Regions from separate parts of the Sus scrofa genome. Here regions 2 and 3 are each linked to region 1. A link is a contact called in public HiChIP or PLAC-seq data. All regions are on one chromosome and are shown on one strand. Each heading gives the region's core, a stretch centred on a gene start, on an enhancer-like site or on the middle of the called end of the contact. The rest is flanking DNA. Distances are from core to core; before and after follow the strand shown.

What was found. HiChIP or PLAC-seq counts read pairs in DNA pulled down with a chosen protein or histone mark.
Region 2: a contact with region 1 is called in an H3K27ac HiChIP or PLAC-seq map of alveolar macrophages. The contact joins two enhancer-like sites. A contact is called at or near these places in 1 of 47 Hi-C or Micro-C datasets (epiblast stem cells) and 1 of 2 datasets of contacts at active chromatin or transcription factors (alveolar macrophages).
Region 3: a contact with region 1 is called in an H3K27ac HiChIP or PLAC-seq map of alveolar macrophages. The contact joins two enhancer-like sites. A contact is called at or near these places in 1 of 47 Hi-C or Micro-C datasets (epiblast stem cells) and 1 of 2 datasets of contacts at active chromatin or transcription factors (alveolar macrophages).

Annotation. Positions count from the first base shown.
Region 1 is chr3:11,870,912-11,874,336 of Sscrofa11.1, forward strand. It overlaps LOC100620992 (general transcription factor II-I repeat domain-containing protein 2), which reads right to left. Exons shown (of 14, transcript XM_013995562.1): 4 at 746-865. Among named protein-coding and RNA genes, the nearest start is that of RCC1L, 43 kb to the right of the region's middle. Within about 2 kb of position 1,905, at least 5 of the 83 cell types and tissues checked have an H3K27ac peak or open chromatin away from gene starts, as enhancers often do. A contact at or near this core is called in alveolar macrophages, where this site is marked.
Region 2 is chr3:11,643,506-11,646,930 of Sscrofa11.1, forward strand. GTF2IRD1 (general transcription factor II-I repeat domain-containing protein 1) reads left to right here. Exons shown (of 26, transcript XM_021086345.1): 23 at 535-612; 24 at 3,266-3,425. Among named protein-coding and RNA genes, the nearest start is that of GTF2I, 12 kb to the right of the region's middle. Within about 2 kb of position 1,891, at least 14 of the 83 cell types and tissues checked have an H3K27ac peak or open chromatin away from gene starts, as enhancers often do. A contact at or near this core is called in alveolar macrophages, where this site is marked.
Region 3 is chr3:11,717,967-11,721,391 of Sscrofa11.1, forward strand. The region is part of intron 1 of GTF2I (general transcription factor II-I); the gene reads left to right. Among named protein-coding and RNA genes, the nearest start is that of GTF2I, 63 kb to the left of the region's middle. Within about 2 kb of position 1,670, at least 2 of the 83 cell types and tissues checked have an H3K27ac peak or open chromatin away from gene starts, as enhancers often do. A contact at or near this core is called in alveolar macrophages, where this site is marked.

The sequences.
Region 1 (3,425 bases), core at 655-3,154:
CTGAGGTTACTCAGGGTTACTTAACTGTCCCTGTGTCATACCGTACAAATCAGGCCAACTTGTGAGTAGAAAGTGGTGCCCAGGTGGCCTCATGTCACCACCGGGGCTGTGTCAGTCTCTGCACTGGCTGGTCAGCTCCGAGGTGCGGGAGCCCCATTTCCCATAGGGAGGCAGAGCCTGACACCCTAAGATTCTTTCTGCCGGGGGTCCCCCAAATCCATCTCTTACAGGGACCAGCAGGTGACAGGTGGGCACACCTGTCCAGGAATAATGGTCAAGGCCCCAAGATGCTAAGTGTTCATCTCATTAGTGCAACACCTGTGGAGTTTCTTACTATCTACCTTTTCCAAGCACCGTGTAGGTTTTTTTTTTGTTTTGTTTTTTTGTTTAAATCCCTGCTCCGTGCCTGTGAAAAGATGTGGGTAGGTAGGGGGACCAGTGAGGATGAGGCTGGTGAGTGAACCAACCACAAATGTCTTTAATAACTGCTTAGCTGTGGGGAGGGGGCTCCGCAAAGACTGAAGGCCGATGAATCTGGAGGTTTTGATGGATGGGAAGAGACCGAGTTGTTTTCCCTAAGACGTGATCTGGTCCTGAACTGGCTCTCTGCTTGCTGCGAATGTGGATTTTTCCAATGTCAGAGCCGGTCTGGACAGTCATGCTGATAAAATGATCTCTAATACTGCCCCCCCCCCCACTTCCAGGGTGGACTGTTCAGAGAATGAATCTCTAAAGTGAGCTTTACCGTAACAAAAGCAGAAATAGTCCTCCACGGCTTTTCTGAGTATTTCCGTTTCCCCTGAGTCGATCTGCATCCCGTTGACAGGATGGGGGGGTTTCACCTCGGGCAGCCCTTCGGCAACACCTGTCAACGAGTGAGCAGTGTAAAGTCAGCATCCAAGTAGCTGTACTGTATGTGTCTTTAATGTCCATGCTTCTGGTACAGGAAGGGAAAAGGCGGCGGCGGGGGGCGGGGGGAAATAGACTTAAAACAAGATTTTTTAATTAAAAAAAAAACCAATAACACAGCAGAGTATTGGGAGTTCCCTGGTGGCACAGCAGGTTAAGGATCCAGCGTTGTCACAGCTTTGAGCCCTGGCCCAGGAACTTCTGCATGCCGAGGGCGAGGCCAAAGCCAACGAAAACCAACAGCGTATTCACGATGAACAGGATAAAATAACTTGGTGATCACCTCTGAAATGAACCTGTTGATAAACAGTAACTCAACAGCCAAGGAAATAGCAGTAGTTCAAAGGAAATGATACCAGGAAATTATTTGCTGCCCAGTCTGCAAGTGACCATCACTGTGTAGGAAGACCCTTGCCCAAGTTCAAGTCCAAGACCAGCCCCCCAGTCAGCTGCTACTACTCCCAGAGTTTTGAAGGATTGCTTTATTTTTTTAATGATTTTTTTTTTTTTTGTCTTTTTGCTATTTCTTGGGCCACCCCCGCGGCATATGGAGGTTCCCAGGCTAGGGGTCCAATCAGAGCCATAGCCACCGGCCTACACCAGAGCCACAGCAACGCGGGATCCGAGCCGCGTCTGCAACCTACACCACAGCTCACGGCAACGGCGGATCGTTAACCTGCTGAGCAAGGGCAGGGATCGAACCCGCCACCTCATGGTTCCTAGTCGGATTCGTTCACCACTGCGCCACGACGGGAACTCCTGAAGGATTGTTTTAATCAGGGTCAGTCAGGATTGATTTGAACATGGAAAGTTTGATAGCGGGATTAGTGACAGGGATGACAGGGGTAAAGACTAGACGAGTAACAGGCAGAGGAGCAGCAGCTACTGCGAGGGCTGAGGGAGGAACTAATTCTGGGAGGCACCCACCCCACCCCACCCCGCCTCTGGGGAGCAGGCAGGAAATGCAGGGGTGCCGCAAGCTGGGGCTGGCCACCAGGGACCCGCCCTCTGGAGGCGCCAGAGGAAACTGCCGGTAGGATGAGCTGTCGTGGAGTTCCCGTGGTGGTGCAGGCAGAAATGGATCCGACTAGTATCCATGAAGACTCGGGTTCCATCCCCGGCCCCGCTCAGTGGGTTAAGGATCCAGCATTGCCGTGAGCTGGGGTGTAGGTCGCAGACATGGCTTGGATCCCGAGTTGTTGTGGCTGTGATTCAACCCCTAGTTGCTGCAAGGAAGCTGGTCTCTGGGGTGGGGATAGACGTCTGGAAACCACCTGTGGGGTGAGGCCAGCAGAACTTTCTGGAAGGCCCCCTTCTCAGGCACTGGGGGAACTGACTCCCTGCGAGACTGCCTGTGGGCGTGGTACTCCTGAGATTCTCCCGATTCTTCTGGAACTTTCTGGGACTTCTGTGAGAGGCTGGGAAGCTGGCCAGGGCAGCTGACTGGACGTTGTGTGTGCCAGGGGTGACCCCTGAGAGCCCCAGCTGCTGTTGGTCACCCCGTGCTGCAGGTGCAAGCAAGTGAGAACCTACTGGAAATGGCAAGGGAAGCGCCTTCTTCCTCCAGGGACCTCCTGAGCCTCCAAGGTGGGCCCTGTGCCAGGTGCCGAGGAAGCGCTGTTCACGGGGCCCTGCTCCAGCATCACAAGGCAGGACAGGGAAGGGTGGACTCGGAGGACAGGCCAGAACTTGAAAATGGTTAAAGCAGCTTCTTGGGCCAGAGAGGCTCATATGATGGGGTTACGTTCTCAGGTCAAAGGTAAGGCAAATATCGTGGACAGACAAAATGCCACCTGAAAATGCTCAGACATCCAGGACGTACAGAACATATAGCCTCGTGTAAACAGTTGTGCCAAGCAATCCCTATGCCTGTTTCCATTTCAGAACCAATGTCGTCATCACTGTGGCGCAGCAGAAACAAATCTGACTCATAGTCGTGAGGATGCGGGATCCACCCCCCGGCCTCAGTCATGCGGCGGCTTGGCCCCTATGCGGCTGTGGCTGTGGCTGTGGCGGAGACCTGCAGCTGTAGCTCTGATGCGACCCCTCGCCTGGGACCTGCCATATGCTGTGCATGTGGCCCTAAAAGGCCAAACAAAACAAAACGGAACAGAACCGATTTGGCTAAAACAAGGAAGCAGGTGAAAACCTACGTGTGTTTGGCCGTTCACACAATTGCGGCGCGCAGGTAAAGTGAGAGGGGACTAGACGGAGGGTATGGATCCTGTTACCTGCAGGCCTACTCCAGGGGTGAGTAAACCGGGGAGGTTTATGCCACGTCCTGCCCACGGCCTGTCTCTGTATGGTCTGGGAGCAAAGAAGGGTGTTTTCGATTTGGAAATGGTTAACTAAGTTCAGAATAACACTAAACACTAAATTCAAATTTCAGCAGCCTAAATAACTTTTTACGGCCCAGGTACATTCACTGATGTGCGGCCTCTTTCTTTCTTTTAGACAATTTATTTGATTGAACTATAGATGATTCATAATACTGTGTTAATCTCTGCTCTACAGGA
Region 2 (3,425 bases), core at 641-3,140, 230 kb before region 1:
CCCCGCCCCTCCCCTGACACCACCACCTGCTCTAGCCGCACCCAGCATACCGTGACCTTTCACCCTTCGGTGCCCTCGTTTGGGCCAGTCCTACATCTGGGGTCTTTTCCCACCCACACCCCATCTGTCACTCGCTTCCCAGGAGGTCCCTTGAGCATTCTGCTCTCCCAGGGGCCTCCCCAGACTTGCATAGACGGGGTAGGTGCCCCGGTCCAGGCTGTACTGCTGGGTGGGCGCTATGACCGGGTACCATCCCCGCCAGGCTCTGAGTCCCGGGGAGGAAGCTCACGGTCCCCCTCTCCCCCGGGGTGCTCCGGGCCTGCCGTGGGGCCTGTGCTGGGGAAGCTGTTCAGAGAATGTGGGATGAGTGGATGGATATACAGACAGCTGAGGCCAGAACCACCACAGGGGCGTGGGCGGGCCCTGGAGAGCCTGTTCCCGCAGGTGAGGGTCTGGGCCGCCACGTGGGAGAAGAAGCGTGTCCGCTGGCAGAGGCCACACTGACCCTTGTGCCCCCTTGTCTTCCTCTCGCAGATGAAGATGATGCCAACAGACTCGGGGAGAAGGTGATCCTCCGGGAGCAGGTGAAGGAGCTTTTCAACGAGAAATACGGTCAGTGCGTCTCGGGGGAGGGCAGGGTCGTGGCGGGGGGGTGGGGGGCTGCCTTCCTTGGGGAGAGGAGACCCCTGCCCTCCGCAGCCAGCCTGGCCTCCAGATGCCCCCAGCTGGCCTGCCCGCTCCCTGGGGACATAGTGGCCCTGCCCATGACGGTCGGGAGCTGACCCCTCATTCTCCCATCCAAGAAAGGAGAAAAACCCCCGATCCGCAGTGCACACGGCAAGGACGGCAGTCAGCATTTCTGCTCCTCTAGCGCTGGGCTGTGTGGCAAAGGCCGTGGCCCACAGCCAAGTGCTTGTTCATGCAGACGCTTGTCTGCCCAGCTGTCTCTCAGCCCTGAGATTCCAGGCGGGGGGGAGGTCTGACCCTGCCGTCAGGGGCCTCAGTGTAGGGGGAGGAATTGGCGGTGGAATAATGAGAGGTTCCAGGTCCTGTGCAGAAGGCATCCAGGTGCCAGGGCGGAAGCCAGGATGGTGCAGTTGCTAATACTGTTACCACGGGTTGAGCGTTTTCTAGATGACTGAGAACCAGGCGGTACCAGGTGCTCGCTCTACATGTCCTTTGCGATGAATGTATTAGTATCATCTCCACTTCGTACTGTAGCAGAGAAGACAGTAGGAAAAAGAGAAGAATTGCAGAGGGTGACAGGAAAACAGGCCAATGGAGAAGTGGGGGGAGGAGGCTGCGGCTAAGACGGGAGTCGTCACAGCCCGTCTGGACCAGTGAACAAGAAGGCTCCTTGCAGGAAGGGACTTTTGAGTTTTGTTTTTTTGGTTTGTTTTTGTTTTTCTTTTCGTTTTTGTTCGTTTTGCCTTTTCTAGGGCTGCACCTGCGGCATATGGAGGTTCCCAGGCTGGGGGTCAAATCAGAGCTGTAGCCACCGGCCTACGCCAGAGCCACAGCAACGCGGGATCCGAGCCACATCTGCGACCTACACCACCGCTCACAGCAATGCTGGATCCTTAACCCACTGAGCAAGGCCAGGGACCAAACCCGCAACCTCATGGTTCCTCGTCAGATTCGTTAACCACTGTGCCACGACGGGAACTCCTAGTTTGTTTTGTTTGTTAGGAGCACCCATGGCATGTGGAAGTTCCTGGGCCAGGGACTGACTCTGATCCTTAACCCACTGCACCACAGCAGGAACTCCAGGGACGTTTTCACCAGGACTTGAATGTCAGGAGGGGACAAACATCAGAGAGAAGTTTGCCAGGCGGAGGGAACCGCTCAGGGAGCAGGGCGAAGGCAGGAGGGCCTGGGACCAGGCACGGGAGCTGGTGGGAGGCGGATCCCAATGAGGGAGGAGAGGCGGGCAGGCGGGGGGTTCATTTTGAGACTAACAGGAACTCTGCTCGTGGTTTGCGGTGTCTTTTTCACTTCTTATTTTGGAGTCAGTTTTCAAACATACAAAACCAGAGAGAACAAGGCAGTGACGCACCATGCAACCATCCCCCGCCCCGCTTCTGCACTTACCAGCATTTTGCCAATTTTATTTCATCCATTTCCTCAGGCTCGCTTTGATAGTTTTAGTATTTTAAAACAAACCTAAGGGAGTTCCCGTTGTGGCCCAGCAGATTATGAACCTGACTAGTATCCCTGAGGATGTAGCTTCAATCCCTGGTCTCGCTCAGTGGGTTAAGGATCTGGCGTCGCTGTGAGCTGCGGTGTAGGTCACAGATGTAGCTCAGATCCCCAGTTGCTGCGGCTGTGGCGTAGGTTGGCCGCTGCTGCTCCGATTCGACCCCTAGCCTGGGAACTTCCATATGCCACAGATGCGGCCCCAAAAAAAAAGAATTCGACCACAGCAGAAATTGGCACAATGTTATAAATCAACTATACTTAAAAAAAAAAAAAAAAAATCTGGCTGCAGCAGCTCCAGTCACTGTGGAGGTGCAGGTTTGACCCCCAGCCTGGGAACTTCCATATGACATGGGGTGTGACCATAAGAGGAAAAAAGGAATCTGAGACATCATGTCATTTCATCCATAAATACTTAAGTAAGGACCTTTTTTTGTTTTTTTTAGGGCCGCACCTGCGGCATATGGATGTTCTCAGGCTAGGGGTCTAATCGGAGCTGCAGCTGCCGGGCAGCAACGCCAGATCTGAGCTGCATCTACAACCTTCACCACAGCTCACAGCAATGCCGGATCCTTAACCCACTGAGCAAGGCCAGGGATCGAACCCACAACCTCATGGACACTAGTTGCATTCGTTTCTGCCGCGCCACAACAGGAATTCCCAGGTGTGGTTTTTTTTTTTTTTTTTTTGGCCACACTGGAGGCATGTGAAAGCTCCCAGGCCAGGGATCAAACCTGCATTCTAGCAATGACCTAAGCCACAGCAGTGACAATGCCGGATCCTTAACCCACTGAGCCACCAGGGAACTCCAGGACTTACTTTCCCTGACACAATGTTAGTGGGAGGTCCGGGTGTGCACACTGGGCAGGTGTAAAAGTACCTGTTTCGCTGTCAGTGTTGGGTGTGGGATTTTTAGTTTTGCTAACTGGATGTTTTTTTTAAGGGATGTGTGTGTTGACGTGTGAGCTCTCTGTGGTGTGGTGGCTGCTGCGTGGGGCTGCATCCCCGCCCTTCCCCCAGAGAGCTTGGCTTTGACAGGGTCCCTTGCCCTGACCCCCGTGCCCTCTAGGTGAGGCCCTGGGCCTGAACCGGCCTGTGCTGGTCCCTTACAAACTGATCCGAGACAGCCCCGACGCCGTCGAGGTCACGGGCCTGCCTGATGACATCCCTTTCCGGAACCCCAACACGTATGACATACACCGGCTGGAGAAGATCCTGAGGGCCCGCGA
Region 3 (3,425 bases), core at 420-2,919, 150 kb before region 1:
TCACTTTAGAACAGTTCCCTATTCTTTGATGTTCATGCCCTTGACCTTTTTGAGGGTTACAGGGCAGTCATTTCATAAAATACTGGTTTATTTGGGTTTGCCCAGTGCATTTTGGGCAGGAATGTCATTGTGTTTTGTTGGATGGGTGTGAAGTTTATTTGTCCTGTGACACTGTTACTTTTAATTTTTTAGGGATGAAGTTTAGTGCTTGGACTTAAAAATTGCTTCAGAGGTGTTATCCGACTCCTTAAAAACAATTTTTCTGAAATTTAGATCTTGTGTATAGTGGAATTTAAAAATATTAAAAATTGGATTCTATCTTATAATGTATGTGGTTTGAAAGAACTTGGAATTAACAATCAGGTATGGATTAGATTCTTTTTAATCTGTGATCTTGGTCAGTTTACATTGTTTTTCTGTTATCAGTTGTTCACATGTCACCCTCTCTCTTTTTTTTTTGTCTCTTTGCCTTTTCTAGGGCTGCTCCCGTGGCATATGCTCCCAGGCTAGGGGTCTAATCAGAGCTGTAGCTGCTGGCCTACACCACAGCCACATTAACACGGGATCCGAGCTGCATCTGTGACCTACACCACAGCTCACGGCAACGCCAGATCGTTAACCCACTGAGCGAGGCCAGGGATTGAACCCGAAACCTTATGGTTCCTATTGGATTTGTTAACCACTGCGCCACGATGGGAACTCCTAACTTAGTATGTTTAAGACGGTGACATGTGAGGAGTTCCCGCTGTGGCACAGTGGTTAACGAATCTGACTAGGAACCATGAGGTTGCGGGTTCGATCCCTGCCCTTGCTCAGTGGGTTAAGGATCCGGCGTTGCTGTGAGCTGTGGTGTAGGCCGGCGGCTACAGCTCCAATTAGACCCCTAGCCTGGGAACCTCCGTATGCTGCGGATGTGGCCCTAGAAAAGGCAAAAAGACCAAAAAAAAGTTACTAAGTTAATTTCTTGGGATCATTCAGAAGATAAACTAATAGGTCAGTGAATTATCTTAGACATAGTTTCTATAGAAACTACTAAGTGGATATGACTAGAACAAGTGGTAATATGTTGAAAAAGTGTTAAGATACTTATAAATTCTACTTTCACAATCAAAACTGATTTTGCTAAATGTGTAATGACATTTTAAGGATGAATAAATTTCCTGAGAAAACAGATTCTTTAGCTTTTAGTATTTATTAATTGTTGGTACAAAATGGAGGTATTAGGTATTAACCAGTTTCAGAGGTAGAAGGATTTAGGCAGCTTAAAAGATTGCCGGAATATGATGTTACACGATAACCCAAACTAATTGTAATGGGACTGAATCTTGTTTAGGATAAAGCCAGCTGACAACTGTTAGGTCCTTTCCATTTATTTTAGGCACCATTTTATGACAAAATGTATAACATTTTAGGTGATGAATTGTTTTCCCCTTTTTTTGGCCACTCCTGAGGCATATGGACGTTCCTGGGTTACCTATGCCACAGCTGTGGCAACACCAGATCCTTTAAGCACTGTGCTGAGCCAGGCATCGAACTTGTGCCTCTGCAGCTCCAGGGATTTGTGTTTGTTTTTTGTTTTTGGCTCCGTGGGATGTGAGGAAGTTCCCAGGCCAGTGATCAAACCCACTCCACAGAAGTGACTCTCTAGCCACTGCGTTTACAACACCACATTCTTGATCCACTGTGACACAAGGGAACTCCTAAAGATGCTTCTGTTGGTGTGTATAACTAAGGCTATGGTGGTGCCTTTAGTCATTAGTTTTTTTGAAACTTGGCTTTAGTGGCTCTTAATAAAAAAGAATTGGGGGAGTTCTCTTGTGGCTCAGCGGTTGCATGTCCAGTGTTGTCACTGCATTGCCTCAGGTTGCTGTTGTGGTGGGGATTCAGTCCCTGGCCCAGGAATTTCCATATGCCATGGACACTGCCAAAAAAAAAAAAAGAAGTAAATTTGAGTTTTAACTCAACTCATATACAAAGAAACCCTGGAACTAGATCTCAAAGGATGGAAACAACTGAAAAGGCACTGGGGGGAATAAAAGGCCAAGGAAGAGCTCACAGATCTTAAATGCTGGTGCCGAGAAAGCATGCACAGCGCAGGAAAGCCACGCTGCATTTTTGGGAGTGGAGGTCAAAAACTTGTTTGGGTGGAAGATTTTTCTGGTTAAAATATTTCCCCCTCTCTCTTTAGCTCTCTCTCTCTCTCTTTTTAAAACTCTTAAGCCTGTTGAATACTTGGATACATCACCTGGCCTAAATACTGTCTGTCGTCTTCCATGGCCAATATCCTAGTGGTGAATATTTTAGCTAATTTTGAGTATTTTCTCAATTTTAATCGATCCAAGTACCTGGGGTTTAGTGAATATGGCTCTAGTATAAAACATTAGGTTAGTAAAGTTACTGATATTTGTAGTCTTGAAGTTTATTTCATCACACTTAAGTAAATGTACAGGTGGATCTTAGCTGCTTATTATATATAAAAATAACAGATAACCTAAGCAATCTGTAGAAAAATTTTGAGAAGACAATAAATTAGTGGACCTGGTGCCTCAATCAGTTCAAATCCATTTCCTCCTAGTTGAGCCTGGATCTTGGATCTTGGAATTTTAATAAAGTTTTGCTAAGATAAACTTTTGCTTGAACAGCTCTCACGGCTGTCTGTCACTGTTAATGCAGATATGTGTGCCTAGCAGTGCCTGTTAGTAGTGTTTTATGACAAAAGACAGTTGGTCTGTAACTCATTCGTATTTTTTCCTTTGAACAGTATCCCTTATTATTTTCAGAAAGTGTTACTGATGTCGATGTACTGATAGATTCTTCAGTGTCCACCATATTTGCTTTTTGGACAAAAATGGTAGTATAGTTTTGCTTTAGTTTGCATATGAGTGGAGTTAATTTACTGCCTCATGAGAAGATTGCCCCGTTGTACAGTTCTAATCAATGTGTAGTTATTTACTTTTTTTAAAAAAACCCGTCCTTCTTTCATTATTATTGTGCATGAAATATGTAATTTGGAGTTTGGAGATATAATTCTAGTCCCTTGATATAAATTAACTTTTTATATGATCTTATCAAGGCAGCTAATCTTTTTTTTTCTTTTTTACATTTATTTTAATTAATTTATATTTTTGTCTTTTTAGGGTTAAAAACACCTGTGGTGTATGGAAGTTCCCAGGCTAGGGGTCGAGTTGGAGCTACAGCCACTGGCCTATGCCGTAGCAATGCCATATCTGAGCCCTGTCTGCCAAATCCTTAACCCAAACCCACTGATTGAGGCGAGGGATCAAACCTGCATACACATGGATATTAGTCAGATTCCTTACTACTGAGCCACAATGGGAACTCCTTGACAATTTAGTAGTATTTTAGCAATCAACGTAATAAAAAATATTGAGAATCTTAGGGCTTTTTTTTTCATTAGAGTGATG